Linked DNA regions of Mus musculus: all the other regions are linked to region 1. The links are chromatin contacts, called in public promoter capture Hi-C maps. All regions are on one chromosome and are shown on one strand. Each heading gives the region's core, a stretch centred on a gene start, on an enhancer-like site or on the middle of the called end of the contact. The rest is flanking DNA. Distances are from core to core; before and after follow the strand shown. Region 1 holds the start of Tdrd7 (tudor domain containing 7). Region 2 holds the start of Fancg (Fanconi anemia, complementation group G). Region 3 holds the start of Stoml2 (stomatin (Epb7.2)-like 2). Region 4 holds the start of Ccdc107 (coiled-coil domain containing 107). Region 5 holds the start of Npr2 (natriuretic peptide receptor 2).

Region 1 (2,514 bases), core at 8-2,507:
AGCACAGGATATCCGGCTTTTCACGATCTCCTTCCAGTCTATTCATCGCCTACTGCAGCTTCCCAATGAATGCAAAGTTCCTTAAGCACAAGGTTTATAGGCCCTATACACTGTTGCTATTTGTCAGCAGGTATTGAGTCTGTAACAGTTAATTGTCTGCTCACCCACTGAAGGATGTTTATGCTATCTCTGTGTCTTTAAGTATTGCAAGCAAGGCTGATTTAAACATCCTTGTACGGGTCTGTGATGAATAAGCCCTTTCCTTTCTCTTGGGTCAATACCAGGGAGTGGAAACTCAGGGAGCCAAGGTTATAAAGTACTAGTGTATGCAACGACACAGAAGAGTCTCAATAGAATTCTGATGAGTGAAGAAAGCCAGATCCTCCCCCTTAATGACAATACATATGAAATAATTATATTTATATAAAACTCCAGAAAAAGCAAGAGCTCTATAGTAAGTAAGTGGGCACTTACAGGACTAAACGGTAGGGAATGAGGCAAACATTATAGAAAGAGAGAGAACTTTGAGGGTGTGGCTATGTTCCTCATGTTACTATCTGTGATTGTTTCTCTGTTGTATGCATACCAAACACATGAAAGTGTACATTTGAATCGTGCAGCTTATAGTATGGCAAGTGTACCTCAAACTGTTAAAAAAAATTGCTGATTGAGTAAGCAGCAGCAGGCTTTCAGCAAAAATATACAGAATGATGCCAAGTTTTCACAACGGGTTAAAGCAATCCAGCATTAAATAAATGTTAGTGGAATTACCGTGGAGTGAATAAATAGCAGCTATTCAACGTGTTTTGAATGAATTAAAGAATTTGATAAGTATTTATTTTATGCTTATTATATACTGGGCAGTGTTCTAGGATCTCTGCCCTCAAACAGCTTTAGTTTTAGAGCAGTGGATGAAAGCAGCGTTGTTACACACGCGTGAAGGGTATGTGGCAAAGCATTTTAATATAGTCCCCCTCCTCCAAAGAGTGACCTAGAAGACAGCTAAAGACAGACTGTCTAGAAGATGAAAAGAAGTATTGAGATGCTGAAGAGAACGAACTTTGTGGAAAGAGAAATAAATCCACACCCCGAGCGTCAGGACGGCGTGCGCACGCGCAGAAACCGCTAGGCGGCGTCGGTTTCCCTTCTCACACGCGGACCTCGAAGTGGGCAGCCGTGGCCGGAGCGCCTGCGTCTGCGCAGAGCTAAGCCGGCCGGCGAAGGGGCGGGGCGTGGTGCGACGGGGCGTGGCCCAGAGGGCGGGGCTTTAGGTGATTCCCAAGCCACGGCTCAGGCCGTGCGGGGAAACCGAAAGTGGGCGGCGGCCGCCCTGGCGGAGGGAGCGGAGGGAGCCGGGCCCAGAGGCGCGGGCTTGGGCCGCGGGTCCCCGGGACGAGGTGAGCTCGGTCGGGGCGCGACAGGTGCGGGCGACGCGGGGCGGGCTGCGGGACGGCAGGGCACGGGCAGGACAGCGGCTGGGCGCGGCGCCTCAGGCCCGGGCCTGGTCCCCGCCGTGGCGGGGTTCCAGAGCGTCGTGCGTGACGCCCCGGGACGTCCACCCAGCCGGTCGCGGTGCAGCAGGAGCTGCAGAGGGGGGCGTGGGAGGCGCGCAGCTCTGAGCAGGAAGTAGCTCCCGGTCAGGAGCAACCGGCCTCGGCCGCCCGTGCTGGGCAGCGGTACCCGAGCTCTGCGCAGTTGTGCCAGCCCCGCGGGCCACACTGCGGCGGCCTCCGCCCTCGAGACCGGCCGGTGCAGGCCGCGCACATCACACAGGACCTACACGTAGCCGTTCCTGTCAACCGTGAGCGCTGGGGAGGAAACAAGCATTCACGGAGAAGTTGTCTTGGAAGTCAAGTGGGAGCTGACAGCCTTTCTGCTCCTGTCCGCTTGAGGGTACATTTCTGTCAATATCCAGGGCTACCACTACCCAGTCATCTTGGGGAGCAGGGAAGAGAGGTGTGTATAGATGTTAAAGCCCAACCCCAAAGGATTCTGATACCAACACCACAAACTAACCGAGAAAACCACGATTCGTGTTGGTGGTGCCCACCTATGCTCTGCAGGTGGACGTTTGCAGAGAAGTGTTCTTGGAACTAGAAACGCCTTTAGTGGCAGAAGTGTAATTTAGAACTAAATCCCTGTCTCTTCCCGACCTCCATGATGTGGATGAAAATGTGGCATTCTACAGTGCGGCCTTTGCAGATAATGTATTGGAATCTGAGCTTCTAAAGCTTAAATGTAAGGTCGGGAATCAATTGCACCTCTGGTCTCTAAGTCTGCTCAAGAACCGAATGGGAATAGCTAACTGACCCTTTGAAGTGTTCTCAAGACAAGATAAGTCTTTGGCTCATAATAATAATCTTCTAAAGAGGCTTTCTATTTACCCAAACTGCCCATATTTTACAGGTTGGGATTTCAAGGTTTTTGATGACAGGGACACGCAAATTTTTAGGATAAGTTAGCATATAGTGTAGACTCAGCTGACGTAGGCGAGCTTCAGTTACATGCAAAGGA
Region 2 (2,514 bases), core at 7-2,506, 3.0 Mb before region 1:
GGATTAGAAAAGAACATCTGTCTCCGTGGACAGATGTTCCTCTCACCCCCCAGCCTCATCCCTAAATCCAAACTGAAACTACCAGGAGCAGAGGAGACCTTACCTCTTTCGAGGCCCCTTTGAAGATCCTGGGTAAGATCTTCAGTGAAAGCCTGGACTAGGCTAGCCCTCAGGATTATACAATTACAGAGGACAGTCAGCTCCAAGGGGAGAGCGGGGACAGCAGCAGGGAGTCCTGGAGCGACAGGATGCTGGTCTCACAGGCTGTCCCATGAAACACAGCCCAAATGGTTTCCAACCCAGAGACCAACCCCACTCCAACCAAGGCTTCAAGAAGGAATTCAGTTTTTGCTCAGACAACTTTGGAAAGAGCAGGAAGTTCTCTAAATCTCCTGAAAATCACCTCTTCAAATGTTCCTGTGTGTGTGTGTGTGTGTGTGTGTGTGTGTGTGTGTGTGTGTGTGTGTGTGTGAAAAGAAGAAGGAATTAAGCTACTGAAAGACAATCCCACCCAGTCTCTTCTGGGCTTTACGCAGGACTCCATAAGCCCTAGGAAAATCACCTCAATCCTAGAACCTCGTAAAAGAAGCTCATCTTTGAATGCTGGTGATTTGCGGGGTGGTCTGAGGGGGGAACTGAACCTTCTGGAAGGTCGTTCTTACCTTGTAGAGTGAGGAGGAGTTCCCTAAGCCCTTCCAGTGTGTCTTGGGCCGATTGCTGTCGCCTCAGAGAGGGACGAGAATCCCTGGTGAGTTGCTGAAATTATGTAGGGAGGCATTAAGGATCAGTCTTTCTCCCTTGTAACAGAGACAGGGAGGGACACATATTCCTGTCACTTCTGTTTCTAAGGACGGAGGTCAAGCTCTGTTCCTTCCCCCTAGACTAGGGTGAGATCATTACAAAGCCGCTTTCTGACATCTTGAGGGTACAAGGTGAGAGTCCCAGCAACCACATTACCTTAGCCTGTCTAACAAGCTGGTCGTTCTTTTCCCTCCACAGGTCCAGGCTACTGGAAAATGTTTTGGGGAGGGCTGGAATGACCTGGCTGGACATTGTCGCCGAGGTAGATCACTGTTACCCGAAGGGGTCTTTTCATGGGTGGAGGCTGGTCCCACCGGTGTCTTCACCCTAACCGCAAGAAGCCACTTCTGCACCCCACCGGACTCCCCCCGGGTCGCAGCCGGGCTTGCTCTCCCTGACCAGAAACCCACCTCTCAGTCCCCGCCACCACCCACCGCGCCTGTGGTTGGCCAAGCTGCAACACTCTCGGCCGCGGTTGGTTGTCTTCAAGAGACGGTTCCGCGGGAAACTGAAAAGAAACCCGGAACAAGGAGGCGGGGAGACAGGAGGCCAGCCACATGCCAAGGACGAACTGCTGGGTCTGCAGGGCCTCCGCGGGGGTCAGAGTGTTGAGGCTAGTTTAGGAGGAGTGGGTCTTGGCACCAGTCTCTGGCGGCGCTCTGCCTTAGAACCAACGGCAGTCCAGGTTTCCCCGCTCCGTGGCTGGAAGACGGACCGCGCGGTGTTTGCTGGGAGTTGTAGTACTGTGGAGAACGCCCAAGAAAAGATTCCTCATCACCCATCCCTACCCCCACCCAACCCCCCAACCCCGGAAGAAAATGTCTCCCGAAAACTAAGGACAGGAGACTGAAGCCCTTGGTAATCTCATCCTTTCTCTTTGAGAAAAACAAAAAAACAAAAAACGCGGAGAATCGGACATTCCTACGCAGAAAGGAAGGAGAAAAAAAGTACTTGACACTATGTATATGGTAGCAGCAACTCAAAACACTTCACAAAAGACATACAAGAGCCCCAAATAAAGCTGGGCGTGGTGGCACACGCCTTTAATCCCAGCACTGGGGAGACAAAGGCAGGCAGATTTCTGAGCCTGGTCTACAAAGTGAGTTCTTGGACAGTCAGGGCTATACAGAGAAACCCTGTCTAGAAAAAGAAAAAAAAAAGAGCCCCAAATAAAAAGCTTAGAAAACAAGAAATCACTTTCACAGGTTTAACAAGATTTGCTTTTGCCTTGTTGTTATCATTTTTGAAGGCTTGTTTTTATTTTGTGTTTTTTAAAATTACGTTTATGCGTCTGTTTATGGGTAGGTACATGTGAGTGCATGCAGGACTGATGGGCAGAGATGCCCAATGCCCTGGATTTGAATTTTAGTCCTTAGCCACCTGACATGGGCACTGGGAACCAACCTTGAACACAGGCCTGAGGGCCTGCACGAGCACTAAGTACTCTTAAGACGAGCCGTCTGTACAGCCCGATGATATTTTTGAGAGTTTCACTGTGTAATCCTGGCTGGCCTGGTACTGGCTTTGCAACCTCCACCTGATGGTGATCCTCCTGCCTGAGCCTCTCAAGTGCTAGAATTACAGGTGTGCACCATCTTATCCAGCAGGCAATGAGAGTTTTGTTGTTGTTGTTGTTGTTGTTGTTGTTTCTTTTTTGGGTGGAGGTGCGGGGGGGGGGGGGTGCAGTGGTGGTGGTTGTTGTGTTCTTTTTCT
Region 3 (2,514 bases), core at 11-2,510, 2.9 Mb before region 1:
CTCTGGGTCTTCCACACCGTAACTTGCCTGAAAGGGCAGGTATAGGATCAGAACTGAAGATGCAGGATTTTAAGGAAGAGGCAGTTCAGAAAACTAGATAAACCCAGGGCAGATACCTTGTAAGGATCCATGATGCGCAGATAAAGGACTCCATCTATTTGTAGTGTTACATTGTCTGCAGGAGCAAACAGAAGAGAAAAAAACTGTCGGTCAGACCTCTAAGTCCCAACCAGCTCTTTCTCCTAAGCCCTGGATCTATAGCAACCACATCCTAGCGCACTTAGCACATCCCTGTCACCCCATCGCTCTCACCAAGAGTTACGGCTGACTGCTCAGGCACGTTGATAACAATTTCCTTGAGACTCTGCACATACCGGATTCGGTCTAACACGGGGATCAGGACGTTCAGGCCCTGAGAAGAGGAGCCATAGATTCTCAGAAGGGTGAGGCTAGTAAACTTGAACTCTAAGCTAAGTCTGGAGTAAGTAGTAAGTCACGTATAAACATAGAGAAGCAATCCCTCCTATCATGGCCTCAAAGGCTGGGGTGTCACTGGTAGGGAAACCTAAGAGTACAAAAAGATAAGACTAGGCTTATGAATGTCAAGAATGGAAGCCAGCAAGAGCTGCTGCCTTTAGAGTATGGTAGCTCCAGGAATGAAGCCTATGGGTCACTAGGGTATTAGGAAAGCGGGGAAACACGGAGGTGGTGTTCAGGAGACTGGGCTCTGCTAGAACTGGTCCTCGCAGGTTAGAAGTGCAGACAGGCCCCGACGGAAGTCCCACTTCCACACGAGTAAACGATCAGACGATCTGGCTGGCTGAGGGCGGGCAAGAGAGGTTCTCACCGGTTCCAGGATCCGGTGGAATCGGCCCATTCGCTCCACCACCCAGGCCTCCTGCTGAGGCACAAACAGGATCACGGTGTTTCGGGGCAGTCCAGAGGAGGCGCGGCGCGGAACGCGGCCAGAAGCCTGCACCGAGCCCTGAAGGAAGACGAGAGTAGGCTGGGGACCAGGCGCGGATCCCTAAATCCCTCTCCCTAGATCTCGACACCCCCCCCAAGGGTCCCCGGAGAGTGATTCACGTGGGGACCATGACCTGTGACCACAGTCCTTCCCCCAAAGTTAGAAGCCCACTCCTTCCCAGCTCAAGACCCAGGTGATGTCGGTCCCGAGCCTCTGGTGAAGGTTGCCTCGCTCTCACCCTCAGCAAAAGGGCTCCAGTGCCCCGCGCCGCGCGCGCCAGCATTTCCCACAGCCTCGGCGACCTCCGGAACCAACGAGAGGTGGGGCAGAGCGGCCTCTTGTGAAGCCTGAACCCGAGCCCTTCCTTCAGCTGGTCCACTCCGCCCGACGTACTTCCGGCGTATTAGTCCACCCTCCCATCCCCACTAGTCGGCGTCCGTCAAATCGTTCCCTGGGAAACGTAGGCTTTGAAGAGAGAGCCCGAGAGTGCAAGTTTGTTCTGGTTCTCAAAAACTACGAAGCTCCTGGGCATTGTGGTAGAAATTGAGGCAATATTCCGTCCGCAAGTGGTACAGGAACACCGCCCACCAAATTCTGTACCCACAGCCGTGACTCAGTTTACCCTCCAGCTCGTGTATAACTGTCCTAATCTGTCACCATAACGACAATGGATTGGATTGGCGCTCAGTAGTTGCCCGTGGTTGCCATAGTGACATTCTTGGGTAGTCATGCTGTTGTGCCCAGCTCTCCCACTGGGGACTGACCCCATTCCCGTTGTCATGGTAACTAGGAGGCCTAACTTTACCTTAGGACTGGGCGGAGATTTCTCCCTTCCCTCTTTTCCCAAGGCATCAACAGCTCTTTTTCATATTTTTTTCTGAGCCAGAAACGGTCAGGCATGATCCCCTTACATACAGAGGGAAACAAAGAGCCTCAGCCTTTCATTTTTGTCTGAAACACATCAACCTTGCTCAGGTCTCTGACACTCTCTCAAATACAAGCTTTAAGAGGCCTGTATCCCCCCTCATCTCCTTCTTCTCATTCTCCTCCTCCTCCTTCATTTTACATATACAGACACTGAGGTTCTGATGGGGCTAAACTACAGAATCAGTGTAAGAATCCAGATTCTCAGAGTTTAGCCTCTGTAGCTTCACTTTACCCACCCAGCCCCCAGCACCTTATACAAAAAGGACTAAGACTATGGTCCAAGACTCAGCTCATCCCAGCCTAAGATCTCATGGGTTTGAGCTTGTTGCCAGAATTCCAGCTCCCTTTAGGCCCCACATCTCCATCCTCTTGAACACAAAAAAAAGTAGAGGTTAGTTCAAGTTTCCAAACAAGAATTTATTCTTTTTTTTTTCCTTAAAAAATGTACCAGGTACAATTTTTCCCATTTTTTTGTTTGTTTGTTTTGTTTTTCAAGTTTCAGCAAATGCTTGTTCCCCTCAGCCAAGCCCCAAGAGTTAAGGGTTGAGGCTGGGTCAGAGTCTTAAGTGAGGAGTGGAGTAACTGGGAACCATGTGACTGAATGAGGGGCACCCCTCATC
Region 4 (2,514 bases), core at 7-2,506, 2.5 Mb before region 1:
CTGTCTGCTTTTGTCTCCCCACTGCTGGGATTAAAGGAGTGTGGTGCCACATCTGGCAGCTCTGTGAATCTTATGTGCTTGCTACTACATAATCCCAGCATTTGAGAAATGGAAGCAGGAGGGTTAGGAGTTCTAGGCCAGCTCCAGCTACATGAGAATGAAGCCAGCCCAGGTTACATGAGACCCAGAAGGACCTAGTTGTATATTTGCCTTTTGAGTCGCTGTGAACATTCATTCATTAATTTCATTCACTTCCTCAAGTTCCCCTAGCAACAAGTGACTAGGCTCGGACAGTAAAATGGAAAAAAACAAAAAAGCAAAACCCACAGTCTTGCTCTCTTTGGACTAGCAGTCTAAAAAAAGAATTACAGCTATTAAAGAATAAATTAGGAATTCAGATTTGTCTCCGTTTTCTTTCTTCTTTTCTTAGGAAAGGGTGACCTTGATTTCCTAATTAGTACATTCACATCTGGCTCTGAAGGTTGTATAGAAATAAAAGTGGCCGGGCGTGGTGGCGCACGCCTTTAATCCCAGCACTCGGGAGGCAGAGGCAGGAGGATTTCTGAGTTCGAGGCCAGCCTGGTCTACAAAGTGAGTGCCAGGACAGCCAGGGCTACACAGAGAAACCCTGTCAAAAAACCAAAATACAAACAAACAAAAATAAATAAATAAAAGTGTAGCCGCGCTGAGAATGAGCCCCGTGTGGTTGGTGCGAGCCAGGTCGCACTGCCTGCGTCACTATGTGAGCTGACGGATGACGCCCCGCTGCACGCCGCTCAGCTCGCCCCGGAGGGGTCGCTTCTTGGCGGGCTAACAGTGACTTGCGGGGGAAGTCTACGCGCGTGTGCACGCGGCACTCTCTGCCCGTGGTCCGGGGACTTTCCCCTAGGCGAAAGGATAAGGAACATGTCCCTCGTATGTAGCCTAGGAAACAGGCCTTCAGAGCGAGCTGCCTTAGCTTCTAGGCGCGACTAATTTATGACTCTACAACAGGCTTAATTTTTTGGTTATGGTGAGAAAATTGGTCTCTCTAGGTAGAAAAACAATGAGCCATTGTTTTAGGCATGATACTTTATCCTGAAAGATTCTGGAGACATAATTGTTTAAGAAAGCTATAAATAGATAGGTCATTAATTAATGTAGGAACGCTAGGTGGGCGTGGTTTATGCAAATATTGCTTAAACCCATCCTGAGATGGGCGTGGCCGCCTTAAGGGACTCAGCCCCCCCGATGTAGGCGTGGTCTCCTGCGCGTGCGCACTACGGCCGGAGGCCCAGCGCTGGAACGCGGGGTACCCGGCGTGCGATTCTGGTGGGCCAGGCATGGAGGGCGCTGGCCCCGTGTTGAGTATTCTGGGGCTGCTGCTTGTGTCTGCGCCTTTTGGAGTCCTTGGGGAGCGCCCCAGCGCCGATCTGGGGGCACACCCAGGTACCTGCGAGAGCTGCTGGAGGGAGGCTGGGACTGCCTAGTAGAAACTGACCGATGGCTTTAATCCACAGAACGGGGCTCCCAGGTCAGTCCGGGAACCACCGAACCTCGGCGGCAGCCGCCACCCAAGGATCAGCGCGAGCGAGCCCGGGCCGGATCGCTGTCTTTGGGCGCTCTGTACACCGCGGCCGTCGTGGCTTTTGTGCTGTTCAAGTGTTTGCAGGTGCGGTATGGCGGTGGGTTGTGGGAGCCCTGGGCCTTAATCTCCTGGGGCCGCTACAGTACCAAGAACAACCGCTTCCCGGCTACCTGTAAAATGAAGGCTCGTTCCTTGGTTTTTCCACATTATTGGGGCATTCGAGGATCCAGAGAGATAATGGATGTAGGGGGCTGAGAAATTGTAGAAACCGTTACTTTTACTCCTCTCTCCAGTGACGATCGATTTTCAATCTGGAGCTCATCCACTTAGTGTCTGATGTAAGTGGGGTTTTAACCCAACTAGTGTCAGTATGCAAAAAAAGAAGTTGCTGCTGAGGCTCCAACCTTGGCCCAAGGAGTTAATCGCGGCAGCAACAGAGTGTCTAGTGGACCAGACACCAAGCCGTTTCGTGCTCTCCTTAGGAAGGAAACCCTGAAATGTGAACTGACTGTACATTCTGATTACTTTGAAACTGTTGACATGGAAAGTGGAACCTACCACCCAGTGCTTTATCTTCAACTCTGGTCAATTACTTGCACAGGGGAATAGAGGCTGAACTAATTAGTAACATAAAACTAGATGAGATTAAAGAGCCAGGCAGACTTGACAGGCTAGGATGAAGATTGGAGTTTAAAGATAGATTAATAAATTCTACCCAGGCGTAGTGTTAGACGCCTTTAATCCCAGCATTCAGGGGAGACAGAGGCAGGAACAGCTCTTGTGAGTTCGAGACCAGTATTTCTGTCTTATGCATGGAGAAGAATACATAAGCAGTTGAGAAGAGGAGCGGGACCCGTGGAAGAGAGGTAGGCATGGCGGCTGACAGTTTCACGGTGTTATGATAACCCACTTTCCAATTAAAGGTTCTGAAGGAGGCTTGTGCTTTA
Region 5 (2,514 bases), core at 6-2,505, 2.3 Mb before region 1:
GGTACAATGAACTTTAATTGCTGAGGCCTGTTAGGCTTAGTCAGTCCATAAGCTCCCACCAAGTGTGGCTCAGGAAGACAAAAGGACAAGGCCCTGGGAACAGATGGCTGATGGATCCAATAGGCATAAGAGCAGAACGACCGTGGAGACAGAAACAGAGTGGAGAGTTGAGTCCCCAGGAAGAGGAGGACTCGTGGACTCCATAAAGATCCGAGAAGAATGGAGTCCTTTGGTGCCATGAGGGTCTGACTTCCTCCTGCCTGAGGAAAAGCACTCTGGCGTTGAGGAGATGGGTAGAGTTTTCCCTACCCAGGAATAAATGGATACCCAGTGATTGGGGATTTCTGACAGTTTCCTGGAGACTGGAGCATCTGCGGAAATCTGATTGAGTGAATGGACTCTAAGAAAAGTGGGGTGTCAAGGGAAGAAGGCAGGCATGAGTGAGATGGGAGCAGTCCTGTGCACAAGGGGCTTGGGGGAAGCAGAGGAAGGCCCTTACAGTATGGGGACGCCCATGAACCTCGCTGGCCTAGAGGCCCGGGGTGCTGAGCCCCTGGGGCGCTCACCGGGTGGTTTGGGGACTGGGAGGTCCCTGGGCGCCAGGCAGGGGTGGGGGTGGCAGCAGCAGCCGGAGGGTGGGGCCGGGCGGGGAGGGGAGGGGGAGGGGCGGGGTCGGGCGGCCTGCCGGGGAAGTCACACTCGGCCGCCGCCGCGGGCGCAGCGAGCGGAGACGCGCCGGGCCGAGGCGACCTGACCTGGACGAGCGAGCGGCGCGCGCGGGGGCCCAGGCGGGGGGCGGGAGGCAGCGGCGGGCAGCGCAGGCCGCCGGGCCCGGGAGAAGCGGAGCGGAGAGGAGCGGGGGACACGGGCGGGGCCGCCGCAGCTCCGGATGGGACCAGCGCCCGGGCCCGTTAGTCCAGGCAGGAGCTTCGGGAGAAGCCGTCACTGGGAGAGTCACCCCTGCCTTTCCCTCCCCTCTGGCCCAGGCCTCGCTTCGCTCCCTGCCTGCCCATGTCCCAGTCCTTCCGCGGCGGGCGCCCTCCCACCTCAGCCCGGGGCTCTGGCTTCTCGCAGCTCTTTGCTCTCCCGGCCCGATCAGCTGTGAGGTGTCCCCGGGCCGTTTCTTTGTGCCAGCCTCCCCCAAGTCCCTACCCCATCCCAGGCTCAGATTCCTCCCTTCTCGGCTTGGAATTGTCAGGCTACTTCACCTCTCACTGTCCTCATCCCGGTCGCAGGCCCCCTTGGTCTCTTCTTCCTTCTGCCACCCTATCCTTAGTCCCTGGACCTGGCTGTGGGCTGGTAGCCCACTCCTTCCCGACCCAGGTTTCCCCCCATCCTCTTCTTGCGTGGTCCCCAGCACTTTCTGTATCCGGGCCGACTAAGCTTGCCCCCACTTCTCTTCCTGGCCCTCTTCCCCAGGCTCCAGGCTGGGTGGCGCTTGTGCCTGCCCAGTAGGCCAGAGCGGCCCCTGGTTCGGGGGACCGTGGGTCAGCTGCTCTATCCCCATGGCACTGCCATCCCTGCTGCTGGTGGTGGCAGCCCTGGCAGGTGGGGTGCGTCCTCCGGGGGCACGGAACCTGACGCTGGCGGTGGTGCTGCCAGAACACAACCTGAGCTATGCCTGGGCCTGGCCACGGGTGGGTCCTGCTGTGGCACTGGCTGTGGAGGCACTGGGCCGGGCACTGCCCGTGGACCTGCGGTTTGTCAGCTCCGAACTAGACGGCGCCTGCTCTGAGTACCTGGCACCACTGCGCGCTGTGGACCTCAAGCTGTACCATGACCCCGACCTTCTGTTGGGCCCCGGTTGTGTGTACCCCGCTGCCTCTGTGGCTCGCTTTGCCTCACACTGGCGCCTTCCCCTCCTGACTGCGGGGGCAGTGGCCTCTGGCTTTGCAGCTAAGAATGAGCATTATCGTACCCTGGTTCGCACTGGCCCCTCTGCGCCCAAGCTGGGTGAGTTTGTAGTGACATTGCACGGGCACTTCAATTGGACAGCTCGGGCTGCTTTGCTGTATCTGGATGCTCGCACAGATGACCGGCCCCACTACTTCACCATCGAGGGCGTCTTTGAGGCCCTGCAGGGCAGCAACCTCAGTGTGCAGCACCAGGTGTATGCCCGAGAGCCAGGTGGCCCTGAGCAAGCCACCCACTTCATCAGAGCCAACGGGCGCAGTAAGTGTGGCCCGGGCTGTTTTAGAAACAGGGGAGGTGGGCCGCTATGTCCCTGGAGCAGTGCAACACAGAGAAATAGGCAGAGATAGGAAGGGGAGAGTTCTATGTGATGGTTGGGATGGAGGAACTTTTGAGGACAGAGCTCCTGAGAGAACCTGGCATCAGTCAGAGGTCAGCAAGGCTGAGCCTGGGGCTGGGGTTTGAGTAGTGGATGTGGGTGATGTCTGATCTGAAATGTGCACCTGTCTGTGAGCAGAGACCCCTTAGATTGGAACACAAAGCCTCTTGGTAGCATAGAGATGACTCTATGGGTTCAGGTTTGATTGGGAAAGCAGGTAAGGC

Evidence for each region. Promoter capture Hi-C pulls out the DNA fragments that hold promoters and counts their contacts.
Region 2: a contact with region 1 is called in a promoter capture Hi-C map of erythroid cells, with 6 times the contacts expected there. The contact joins the promoter of Fancg here to the promoter of Tdrd7 in region 1. A contact is called at or near these places in 2 of 39 promoter capture datasets (erythroid cells and liver).
Region 3: a contact with region 1 is called in a promoter capture Hi-C map of pre-B cells, with 4 times the contacts expected there. The contact joins the promoter of Stoml2 here to the promoter of Tdrd7 in region 1. A contact is called at or near these places in 2 of 39 promoter capture datasets (liver and pre-B cells).
Region 4: a promoter capture Hi-C map of pre-B cells shows a contact between it and region 1, with 8 times the contacts expected there. The contact joins the promoter of Ccdc107 here to the promoter of Tdrd7 in region 1. A contact is called at or near these places in 2 of 39 promoter capture datasets (pre-B cells and second pharyngeal arch cranial neural crest).
Region 5: a contact with region 1 is called in a promoter capture Hi-C map of liver, with 2.4 times the contacts expected there. The contact joins the promoter of Npr2 here to the promoter of Tdrd7 in region 1. A contact is called at or near these places in 2 of 39 promoter capture datasets (liver and pre-B cells).

The regions. Positions count from the first base shown.
Region 1 is chr4:45,971,040-45,973,553 of GRCm38.p6, forward strand. Tdrd7 (tudor domain containing 7) reads left to right here and starts at 1,258. Exons shown (of 17, transcript NM_146142.2): 1 at 1,258-1,397.
Region 2 is chr4:43,009,045-43,011,558 of GRCm38.p6, forward strand. Fancg (Fanconi anemia, complementation group G) reads right to left here and starts at 1,257. Exons shown (of 14, transcript NM_053081.2): 1 at 958-1,257; 2 at 663-756; 3 at 104-235. The coding sequence starts at 1,053.
Region 3 is chr4:43,030,124-43,032,637 of GRCm38.p6, forward strand. It overlaps Stoml2 (stomatin (Epb7.2)-like 2), which reads right to left and starts at 1,261. Exons shown (of 10, transcript NM_023231.2): 1 at 1,206-1,261; 2 at 848-985; 3 at 313-412; 4 at 117-175; 5 at 1-27. The coding sequence starts at 1,250. It overlaps Fam214b (family with sequence similarity 214, member B), which reads right to left. Exons shown (of 9, transcript NM_001253353.1): 9 at 2,291-2,514.
Region 4 is chr4:43,492,109-43,494,622 of GRCm38.p6, forward strand. Ccdc107 (coiled-coil domain containing 107) reads left to right here and starts at 1,257. Exons shown (of 6, transcript NM_001037913.2): 1 at 1,257-1,428; 2 at 1,500-1,651. The coding sequence starts at 1,323. It also overlaps Rmrp.
Region 5 is chr4:43,630,680-43,633,193 of GRCm38.p6, forward strand. Npr2 (natriuretic peptide receptor 2) reads left to right here and starts at 1,256. Exons shown (of 22, transcript NM_173788.4): 1 at 1,256-2,172. The coding sequence starts at 1,506.